Linked DNA regions of Mus musculus: region 1 is linked to region 2. Evidence: chromatin contacts called from public HiChIP or PLAC-seq data. All regions are on one chromosome and are shown on one strand. The core of a region is the stretch at or near the end of the contact, and the rest is flanking DNA. Distances in the headings are between cores, read along the strand shown. Region 1 holds the start of Nkd1 (naked cuticle 1). Region 2 overlaps Gm34751 (a long non-coding RNA gene).

The links. HiChIP or PLAC-seq counts read pairs in DNA pulled down with a chosen protein or histone mark.
Region 1: a contact with region 2 is called in an H3K4me3 HiChIP or PLAC-seq map of craniofacial prominence, with 2.8 times the contacts expected there. The contact joins the promoter of Nkd1 here to the enhancer-like site in region 2. A contact is called at or near these places in 20 of 39 promoter capture datasets (the 3T3-L1 cell line, 3T3-L1-derived adipocytes, the C10 cell line and 13 more), 22 of 484 Hi-C or Micro-C datasets (3T3-L1-derived adipocytes, LSK cells, Sertoli cells and 16 more), 17 of 115 datasets of contacts at active chromatin or transcription factors (the 230-238 cell line, T-cell acute lymphoblastic leukemia, VIP interneurons and 11 more) and 2 of 9 other capture datasets (adipose tissue and liver).

Annotation. Positions count from the first base shown.
Region 1 is chr8:88,518,465-88,523,786 of GRCm38.p6, forward strand. Nkd1 (naked cuticle 1) reads left to right here and starts at 2,880. Exons shown (of 10, transcript NM_027280.3): 1 at 2,880-3,067; 2 at 3,183-3,215; 3 at 3,823-3,956. The coding sequence starts at 3,043. It overlaps Gm35162 (predicted gene, 35162), which reads right to left and starts at 2,657. Exons shown (of 2, transcript NR_168470.1): 1 at 2,506-2,657; 2 at 1,107-1,334. Gm35076 (a long non-coding RNA gene) reads left to right here. Exons shown (of 5, transcript XR_879058.3): 5 at 658-1,081.
Region 2 is chr8:88,380,937-88,386,123 of GRCm38.p6, forward strand. It overlaps Gm34751 (a long non-coding RNA gene), which reads right to left. Exons shown (of 4, transcript XR_879055.3): 2 at 4,649-5,187; 3 at 3,538-3,632; 4 at 654-1,615. Among named protein-coding and RNA genes, the nearest start is that of Gm34751, 5.4 kb to the right of the region's middle. Within about 2 kb of position 1,590, at least 24 of the 459 cell types and tissues checked have an H3K27ac peak or open chromatin away from gene starts, as enhancers often do. A contact at or near this core is called in T-cell acute lymphoblastic leukemia and craniofacial prominence, where this site is marked.

The DNA.
Region 1 (5,322 bases), core at 1,630-4,129, 140 kb after region 2:
CTACAGAGTTTTAGTCTTTGCTTTTATCTCTTTTTGAACTGCAAAGAGACATTCCCAAGGGGCAGAGGGGATACTGTTTTCTCATGAAAGAAGAAAGCCATGACAGGTTTAAGGAAGTAACCAACGTTCTAAGCTCTGTGAGAAAGGGTTTTGCTTTGATTTCGAAGCCCCTGGCACTGGTGTGGGTGTGGGTGAGAAAGACAAGCAGGGACCCCACAGGAACTCCACTTCTATAGCAGACACTCTGCGGGATGTTCCCTGTCAGCTCGGGACCTGTGACCTCGGCCACTCTCGTCTAGTCTCAGGGTCTTCTCTTCCATTCCCACACAGTTCGCATGCTTTACCACTACACCCTAGACATCTGGGCCATGTGATTCTGGGGGTGTCCTGGGTACAGTCGGTGTTTAGCAGCTTGCCTGGTGTCTTGGACAATACTAACCCTTTCCTGGATGTAAGCTGCCTTCTGTCCTCTTGGGTTTCATCATGGGCACTGTTTTTCGTCTCTCTTCCACCCAGGTCATGGCGGGGGTGGGGGGTGGGGGATGGGGGCGTGGGGGGTGGGGGGAGCAGGTTTGTGCATGTGGTACTGTTCCACTTGTTCACTGAAGTGCTAGAACAATGCCTACCACACAGCTGGCACTTATTCTTTCTTTCCAGATGTTATGCTTGGAATGTGCTGGAAACCTGGGGTAGTGAAATGCACGTCAGCAAAGCAACTTGGTTCTCAACTAGATCATGAATCAGCTGCATGATGGGTAACTCCTTGGGCAGGTAACCCTACTTCTCTGAGGCTACCTAGCAGGATCTGTCCTTTCTACAAGTACAAAAGCCTTCATTGAGGGCACAGAAATCCAACAGGCACTAAAGATGTGGCATACACAGCTGACAACAGTCCAAGTGTGGTGGCTCACACCTACAATCCCAGTCTGCAGGGAGGCTAAAGCACTAACATCGCTTCGATTCCAAGATCAGCCTGGCCTACGTGGTGAGTTCCAGGCTAACCTGGTAGAAGGTCCTTGACTCAAAACAAACAAAGAAACAGTATTATTTTGCTGTTTTGTGAGGTCCCAGCCATACTTGGATAAAGGCATGCCACATGAGATTTAGGGGTGTGCTTAGATTAGCTTTTATTTCCTCCAGACAGGGTATATAAGCAAGAAGAGGGATGAAGAATTTCAGAGGGTCACACAGCTCCGGGTTCCCTTGTCCTCTGAGACAAGGAGGTGCTCAGAGTCGTACTTCACAGCACAGCAGCCACCAGCCACATGCCAAGGTCTCTTGCAGTGTGGCTCTTCTGTTTGAGATGTGTTTCAAGTGTAATATGCACACCAGACCTTAAAGACAGTGGAAAACAAAGAACGTGACATCTTACTAAGTATTGATGTGATTTTTGCTATCTTGAGTCAAACCAACTTTGCCCTTTACTTTTAATGTGAAACTTACTTTTTTTTTTTTTTTTTTTGGTGGAGGTGTGTGTGTAGGGGATAATTTTGTAGCAGGTTGGCCATTCCTTTCACCATGTGGTCTCTGGGGATGGAACTCAGATCCTCAGGCTTGGTGGCAAGCAACTTTAGCAGCTGAGCCATCTGGATGACACACCTGTTTAACTTTTTAAAAATTGTAGCGCCTAGGGCTCAGGACATAGCTCAATCACAGTGTTTGCTTGCCTAGCACCGGCTTGTCAAAGCAGTGCTCTGGGATTGACTCCCAGATCCCTTCCCACAAAGTGCTTACTTGTAAGTCTAAAAACGACCAACCACTGTAGGTCACCTGTTTATATTGAGTATCGCAGCACAGGGGAGCAGGTTTTAAAAAAATGAGGAGAACTAAGTCTCCATTGTACAGATCATAAAACTGAGGCTGAAGCAGTGAGTCTAGCTCTAAGAGCAGAACTGGTTCTTTCCCATGCCCAGGCTCAGATACCAGGATAAGCTTAGCGCGGGGACAGCAGAGAACGTCCTTCTAAGGACCACAAAGGTATATAGTGGAAGCCTTTAAGTCGCCTTCCCCTTTGCAGAGACCTCCCCAGACAAAACAAACAGGCCCTTGGGGTCTGCAGAACTGCAGGGGGGAAGGGGGAAACGGAAACTAAGAAAGATCAAAGATCCGGCGGTTCACCGCTCCTGGCCTCATAGCTTGGCAGCTCGCCCCGATCCCAGTTGGGCACTCAGGAGCCCATGGGCGAAGAAGAGTTGCGAGTGACAAGGGGACAGCTCGGGGTTCCTGTACACTTGTTGTTAACAGGAGTGGGCCTGAACTCCCTCTAGCCAGCAAGGTGTCCAGTTGATTTCTACTGGACTCCCAAATGGGAAAAAAAAAAAAAAAAGAAAAACCCAAAAAACAAAATCAAACAAACCCAAAACCCAGAGTAGTCAAAGAAAAGGGCAGGCAGCTGAAAACAGGGATTGAGCACTGTAAGTCTGGGAAGGGACAGCACCATGGGAGAGCAGTAGACACGTATGCTAGGGCATCTGAGGTCGCCAGTTATAACCTCAGTTTCCCCACCTGTGAACTCGAGCCATCCAGTCCCACTCTGGCAGCTTCGAGGAAATGCAGAGAAGAGGGAAGTCTCAGTGTCACCAGCGAGGGCAGCGCTGTTCCACCACCCAGCGGCCAAAGCCTCCGCCCGGTCCCGACTCAGGCCCCGAGGTTCGCACGGGGGGCTTGGGGCCCAGCACACCCAAAGCCCCTCCCCATCGAGGCTCCACCCCTCCCCGCCCACAGGCCACGCCCTCTGTGGTCCCGCCCATCGGCCAGCCCCTACCCGCAGGCCCCGCCTCTACCCGCCCCGCCGCGTCCGCCTCGCCTTTGATGGGCCGCTGCCGGCCAATGGGCGCTCAGGGAGGCGCGGGGCCGCGGCGGCGGGCAGGGGGCTCGGCGCGCCCGGGCGTCAGTCCGGCCGCGGCGACGGCGGCAGGAGCGCGTCCCGGCGCCGCCTAAGGCTGCGCTCGGCGCGCGGACTGTGAGGAGGAGGCGAGCGAGGCTGGCGCGGGGTCGGCGGCCGGACGCATGGCTTAGGACGCTCCGCCGCCGCGCCCCAGCATGGGGAAACTTCACTCGAAGCCGGGTCAGTGTCCTCGCCTGCGCGCCGGCCGCGGCCCCGCGTCCTCTCGCCGGTGCTAACTCTCCCTCTCCTTTCTTTCCGGCTCCCGCCGCCGCCGCCGCGCGCGATGTGCCCGCAGCCGCCGTGTGCAAGCGCAGGGAGAGCCCGGAAGGTAGGCGTGCGGGCCACCAGCCCGGGGGGCGCGAGGGAGGCGGCGCGGACCGCCCTGCCGCTGGATCTCATTACCAGGGTTGCCTCAGCCCCCAGCCCCGCCCCGGGAGCGCTCTTTGGGGCCCCTCTGTCCCTCCTACCCGTTCCCCACAGCCCGGTGCTCCCACTGCTGACCCTAACCCCCTCCACTTTGGCGGCGGCGTCTTCCCTTCAGCTCCCCAAGATCTTGCGCCTTCCTCTAGTCGCCAGCCCCTACTCCGGAGAACTTGGTCTCTGGTCTCACTGCACCCTCTCTGCTGACCCTCATCTCTCTCCTTCGCAATCCCTGCCTCCCGCGCTCCTTCCTCTCTGATCCCCGAACTCCTTCAGTCAGGGTATATTGCCTCCTCCCTTTCACCCTCTGAATCCTCCTAGCACTTAGGATCTCGCCGAGCCCCCTTCCTTGGCTATTTCGCTCTTTTGGATTCTGCTCCGTCTGGTGCTTGACCCTCTTGCCAAGTCTTTACTCTCCGGGCTGTGCCGCCTTGTCTCCTTCCCTTCACTCTCTGGTAACTTTTTGCCAGCCGGGGGGGCCCAGACTCAATGTCTTCGTGTTCTTCCCGCCTCAGGTGACAGCTTTGCTGTAAGCGCTGCTTGGGCAAGGAAAGGCATCGAGGAGTGGATCGGGAGGCAGCGCTGTCCAGGCAGCGTCTCAGGACCCCGTCAGCTGAGATTGGCAGGCACTGTTGGTCGAGGCACTCGGGTATGGCCCCCCACTCCGTTCCATCCTTTCACCCCTTTTAGCCTTGGGGAGAGTCTGAGGATCTCCCCCTACTCCAACTTTTAGCATCCCGCTTGCACATTGTTCTAAGTCCAAAAATCCCTTCTCAGCCACTGTGTGCCCCACTAGCCCTACTTGTGCCCTATGCTTTGGAGGACCCTTGTCGATCAAGTGGGCACCAGTCTCCTGCCCAGCTGGGCACAGAGGGTTGCTTGGGGAGGAAGTGCCAGGGAGGCGATGATACAGGTCCAGTGGGGTGGGGAAACTATGCTGTGTTTCTGTGTGTGTGTCGGGGGCTGGGGGGGCTCCTCTACTTTGCTTTTGTGGCCAGCTTTTCCACAGGGAGGGGTTAAGACTAAAGGCAGACAGGAGTGTCTGGGTAGAGGGCAGGGCTCTGCTGGCCCAGGATCTGTGGCTACCTCCAACTGTGTCTGTGGCATTCATCAGTGCCATCTGCCATCTGAGTGTAGAGTTTGGAGGCACTGAGACCTGGCTGCCCCCTTAGTGTGGCCCTGAGAGGGAGGGGGCTTCTCTGTAGTGTGGTCTGGGTGCACCCTCTTTCTTCACCCAGGGGGTTCTTGAGGCTAGAGGTGTTCTGTGGGAGCAAGTGGGTTGGGGGAGTGAGTGACTCCAGCCCCTGCGCCTGGCCTGGGACTGGTGTTCACAGATGTCCTGTGAGCTCCAGAACTCCGCACGAGGCTTTCAGATGGTCTGCGTGGAACTCTTGCAAGCTGAGGATCAAAGGATGAATCAACTTTTTGATGTGACATTTAATTTTTTTTTTTTTTTAACTTAGAGGGGGAAAAGACTGAGCCTCAGGTCTGGCTAGTTCTTTGGTCTTGTTCTTTGGGTGAGGGTGGTAGAGTCTTCAGATGTGTGTGTGTATGTGTGTGTACAGGGGTGTATGTGTGTATGCATGTGTGTTAGTATGTGTGTATTGCACCTGGCAGCACTATTGTAGACAGGTGGCGTGTGTATGCATGTGTGAGTGTGTGTGTGTGAGTATGTATGTGTGTGTGAATGTGTGTGAGAGTCTGTGTGAGTGTGTGTGTGAGTGTGTGTGAGAGTCTGTGTGTGTGTGTTGGCACCTGGCAGCATGATTGCAGGGAGGGGGCATGTGTGTTTGTCTGTGCATGTGTGTTAAATGTCTTCTCTCTCTGGATACTTCTCTCCTTCCACTCCATGGCTCAGGCTTCCTCTTCCTGGCCTTCCAGTTTGCTGCTGACTGGGACTGGAGCTGCTATCCTAGTAGAAAGGTCAAAACTGGTCTGAGGTGGGGGTGGGGGGACTGCATTGGAGCCTTTCAGCAGGACCGCAAACTTTTCCTCCCCCACCATTCTCAGTTTGT
Region 2 (5,187 bases), core at 340-2,839:
TTGGCATCACTTTTGTTTGTGTGGATGTGCACAGTAGGGCTTCAGTAGATCCTTGGAGGTGGAGCAGTGGTCAAATTTCACGAATTGGCAATTTTGCCGAAACGCGGCAGACTGCAATTCATTTCTTATCCGGTTCGTCAGCCCGATTGGAACCCCGGGTTTAAGGGGATTAGGAGGAAGGGTTGGAGGCCTCCAGCCATCCTACCTTCTAAGTTGTGCACGCGTTTGGTTAGCAAGGCCTTAAAATAAAGGCAGGGGTTGAATTGGGTGCCTTGTGTGGAGACGAAGCTGAACTAGTCACGGTGGTCAGGTGGCGGGAATGGAGGGCCAGCTGTTCTGCTCCCCACACTCCACTTGAGCCCCTTAATAGTGCTTGCTGAGCCCCCTTACCATTCTTTTCTTCCCATTCCAGCCCGTGCATCTTCTTACTAGGAGAAGTTGCATGGGTGGTGGGGATGTGGGGTGTCACCCTAAGCCCTTGGGCTGAAGCTCAGTCTATTCAGTTGGTGTTTGTGTTGCCCTCTCCAGACTGCTGTCCAAGGCAGTTTGTTCATTTGCTTTTTGTTGTTGTTGTTGTTTTTTGTTTTTTGTTTTTTGTTTTTTTTTTTGAGAGCCGGTCTTTTGTAGTCCAAGATTGCTGTGTAGTTGGGAGGGACCTTGAACCATTGATTCTTCTAACTCCACCCCTGAAGCACTGGGCTCACAGGTATAAGCCACCCCATTAGCTCAACAGAACATTCTTGGTTCAAGACTGGGAGCTGTAGGCTCAACACTGCCACCTAACAGAATGTAAGGGTCCGATCATGACAGCAGTTTCTCCAATGAAGGAGCCCAGGCTCACGCACACAGTGAGCCAAATTCCAGCCATGGTGGGTGTTATTAGAGGTCAGTAGTAACTTGCTGGGCTCAGTTGGCTGAGATTGTCTGGTGGGACCTAGCCTGGAAGCACCTGCCCAGCCAGGATTGTCACTGACAACAGTGTCATGGCACCACTAACAGGCTGTCAGCTGCAACCAGGGTAAGGCCTTTCCATCTCTTGCCCTCTCCACATGCATCCCCGTATCAGCTTCCCACGGGGGCTCTACTTCCACCAGCATCCGGTGCTCTTCCTGAGGGAACACGGGAACACACAGGTGAGGCAGAGTCCCAGTGATTGAACCCTCTACATTCAATTGTTGAGTGACCCAAAGCCACCTCCGGTGGCCATCAGTCCGTCTCTCAGCCCCCACCAGTTCCAGCCAGTCCTCTCTCTCGGCAAGCTTCAGCCTGGAAGGCTCTATCCACTCCAGTCAGGCCTGCCTGAGGTTATCTAGGTGTTCTGGTGACTTCTGAGGGCCTCGCATGAAAGATAACGCCCAAATCAACAAATCTGCCATTGTGGCTTTGAAGAGACTGTTTCAATCACTTTATTTTGTCTTTATGTCAGGTTTGCCAGATGGCGCGGGTCTTTCTGAGGTCCTGTTCCGAGGGGGCGCAGGCAGCGCTGGTGCAGCTTCAAAGCTCCTTTTTAATCTTTAGCAACATCACAGCGGCGGGAAACTGCCTCGGCTCCCTCAAGTCTCTCCCACAAAAGAGGCGCGGCCCAGGCTCTAATGAAAGCCAGATAAAGGGATGGCTGGAATCAGAAACAGAGGGAAAAGAGCAGTCGTTAGTCTTTCTTGTAGCTGTTTCAAAAGAAATTCTAAGACAAATTATGGCTTTGGGTGTTTTTCTAAAGGACTGAAGCAGGGAGAGGCGCCGGGGGAGGAAGCTTTGACCCCTCAGCACCCTTCCCTCGCATGAAAGGCAGAGGAGACTGAAGAAAGGCCGAAATACAACAATAAACTTTCCGCGTGTGTGCGTGGGGATGAAAGGCGCGTGGCATAATTAGGGGCGCGGGCTTGGGGCGGGCGGCCGGCCTTACCTTGCCGCCAGCGCTATTAATGAAGAGGCTGTCTTCTTTTTTCTCTGGAAGGGGCGCCTTTGGTTTTCGGGAACAGGGTGGGGTACCAGGCAACGTGACTGACATTGGATGCAGGCTAGGAATAATGTGCCTTGTGCCACTCTGCCACATAAGGGGCCCACGTGCTCCCTGGGGACTGCCAATACCCTGTCACAGGTGAGCCCAATGTGGATGTCTCAGTTTCTGCTGCCTTTAAGGTTTCAAGGCCCTTGTATAGAGTTCCCTGGGCAGAACTGTTAGTCCTGCAACCCCAGCCTTCTCTCTTGTTCTTGGGAAGGGGGAGAAAGAGAGAAAAGCCATTAGTTTTAGTTACTTGCTGTCTATCTGGGTTATGCAGTGTTCTTGTTGTTTGTTTGTTTTGTTGCTTTGTTTTAAAATTTTATTTATTTATTCACTCATTTAACATGTATAGATGTTTTGCCTGTGTATATGTCTGTACACCATCTACATGCAGTACCTGGAAGAGACCAGTAGGGGTGTCAATCCCCTGGGGTTGGAGTTACTATGGTTTTGAGCCACCTTGTGGAAGCTAAGAATTAAGTCCAGGTCCTCGGCAAGAGCAGCCTGTGCTTTTAACTGCTGAACTCTCTCTCCAGCCTCTGATACAGTAATGTCTTAGAGCCAACATGGCAGGACTTGAGGGGACCAGAAAGCTAAGTTTTGATGGATCGGCAGGAAGGAGAGATAAAACCGGACAGGATGAGGACCTCCTGGGGAAGTCAGGTGGACAGGACCGGCCCCTGAGCATCCTTGTCAGGGCACCGCTGGCCTGAAAGTTGGTGAGGAACACTTGATCCCAGGATTGCCTCCCCCACAGGGCTGTAGCATGGATACTTAGAGGCTCTGGCTGGGAAAGGGCTCATCAAGGTCACACAGCTGCTCAGGGACAAGTAAGAGATGCACTGAAGGATGCGGATGCTGGGATTCCGAGCTTTGTGTAAAGTCTGTATCCAGTGGGAGAGGTAGATGGAGGGATCTGGCCCCCTCCCCCACCTGCCATTTTGCAAGGCACCCTGATCATAGGCCCATTGCCTCTTTCTCATGATCCAACTCTTCAGATGCTTCATCAGTGACTGAGTGAGGAGCTGAGGTGCTGAGAAGTAGAGGACCCCAGGTGACAGAGGAGCTGAGGTCAGCTCAGGGGAGAGGGCTGGATTTGTATCGGGTGTCTTACCTTGGGGCAGAGGACAGAGCCAGTTGTCCTAGCCAGTTTGCCAGGGCTCTGGGCTGTTTCTCTCTCTCTCTCTCTCTCTCTCTCTCTCTCTCTCTCTCTCTCTCTCTCTCTCTCTCTCTCTCTGTCTCTCTTTCTCTCTCTGTGTGTGTGTGTGTGTTTGTGAGGGGAGGGGTACTTCAGGTTGAAGGTTGTAACCACATGGGGAGGCAGACTGCCACCGCTCGGCTGCCTGTACACAGGCCTGATCAAGCAGTCCCTGCTGTCAGTACTGTGCAGTGGGGAGGCTCAGGTACTGACAATGTCTCCTGGGACTTGAATCTTGGCTCCTCAAACTCTTATCTGGGAACTTTGAAGACATGAATTACCCTTCCTATGTTCCTCATTTTTCTCATCCACAGAAAGAGACCATAATTACACTCACCTTAAGGGCTGTCATGAGACTGAACGAGTTCCACAGCAGTACCCAGAACACAGGAGCCCAACAACCAAAGTTGCTTTGATTGGGGAGTTCTCAGTCTGCAATGTCAACCAGAACAGGGCTCACAAGCCACCAGAGATGACAGCCCCAGGTCAGGCTCAGGTGTCAGGAGGGTCCTCTGGTAATGGCTCTTTTCTTCTCCTTCTTTCTTGTCCTTTAGCAGTACACCACTGTTTCGTGGCCTTCCTGCAGTTCTGATGTGGGGCTGATCCTGCTGTGGCCATGTGACCCTATTCCTCAGCCCGCAGTAATTGGCTTAGGAAGATCTGTGGCCAATGATGCTAAATGAATCCTCCCTGAACTTTGGCCCCACAGTACTAGAGAAAATACACTTCCAAGCTGGTGTGGAGATACATGCTTGTCACCCAGTGCTCAGTGCAAAGCTAGGAGCAGTGGAAGTTCAAGGCCTGTCTAGTCTACATAAGGGGGATGCCACCTTCTTCATCTTTGTAAAGGAAGTTTTGGCACCAGGAACAAATGAAACTCTTTGTCAAAAAAAAAAAGGTAGAAATAAGATGGGGGAAGAAGGGGAAGAAAGAATAATCAAAGAGGCAGCTCTGTTCATACTCTTGACAGATCCAAACACCTTTGCAATTGTCTTAAGGTTTTACTGCTGTGAACAAACACCATGATCAAGACAACTCTTATAAGGACAATATTTAATCGGGGCTGGCTTATAGGTTCAGAGGCTCAGTTCATTATCATCAAGGCAGGAACATGGCAGCATCCAGCAGACATGGTGCAGGAGGAGGTGAGAGTTCTACATCCTCATCTGAAGGCCATTAGGTGAAGACTGGCTTCCACATGGTTAGGAGGAAGGTCTCAAATCCCACCACTACAGTGACTCACTTCCTCTAACAAAGCCACACCCGCTCCAACAAGGCCACATCTCCTAATACTGCCACTACCTGGGCCAAGTGTATTCAAGCCACCACAGCAATCAAGAGGTTCAAATTGAGATTCTTGAAGTTCAAAGGGTCCTGATCTATGGAGACTGGCTCGTGGGCTGAGGGTGTTCCCATCCATGATTCCAATGTTTCCAATCCTCTCTTACCTAGGAGCTCACATTCTCAGATGAGCTGCATCATGGGCTAGTGTCATCAGCCGTGGGACCAGCTGGACTGAGATGTGGTCGGTATGGCCACAGTGGCATGGAGTGCTCCTGAGGAAGTAGTCAGTGTGCCGAGCTGGGTTCTGGTATGGGGAGTAGACAGTGAGAGGTGAGCACTCCCAGCAAATGGAGCAACTCTGGCTAAAGAAGCCCTCCAGGGAGAGAGACTCGAAGCTGTGCTGGAAGAGCAGCACACGGTATTGCCTCGCTGGGATGCTTGTCAACTGAGTGATGGGAAGGAGACTTGAGCAGGTGAGTTATAATAGGCTCAGAGCAAGAAGCTATTGAGTTTCTTCTACCTTGGATTTTATGGGCTGGAAGTGAGTGGCATGGAGGTATTTATTATTATTATTATTAATTTTAATGCTTCATGTGTGTTTGTGCTTATGTGAGTGTCTGATATGTGTGGGTGAGTGGGCACATGTGTGCCACAGTGAGTATGTGGAGGTCAGAGGACAATTTTATGGAGTCAGTTCCCTACT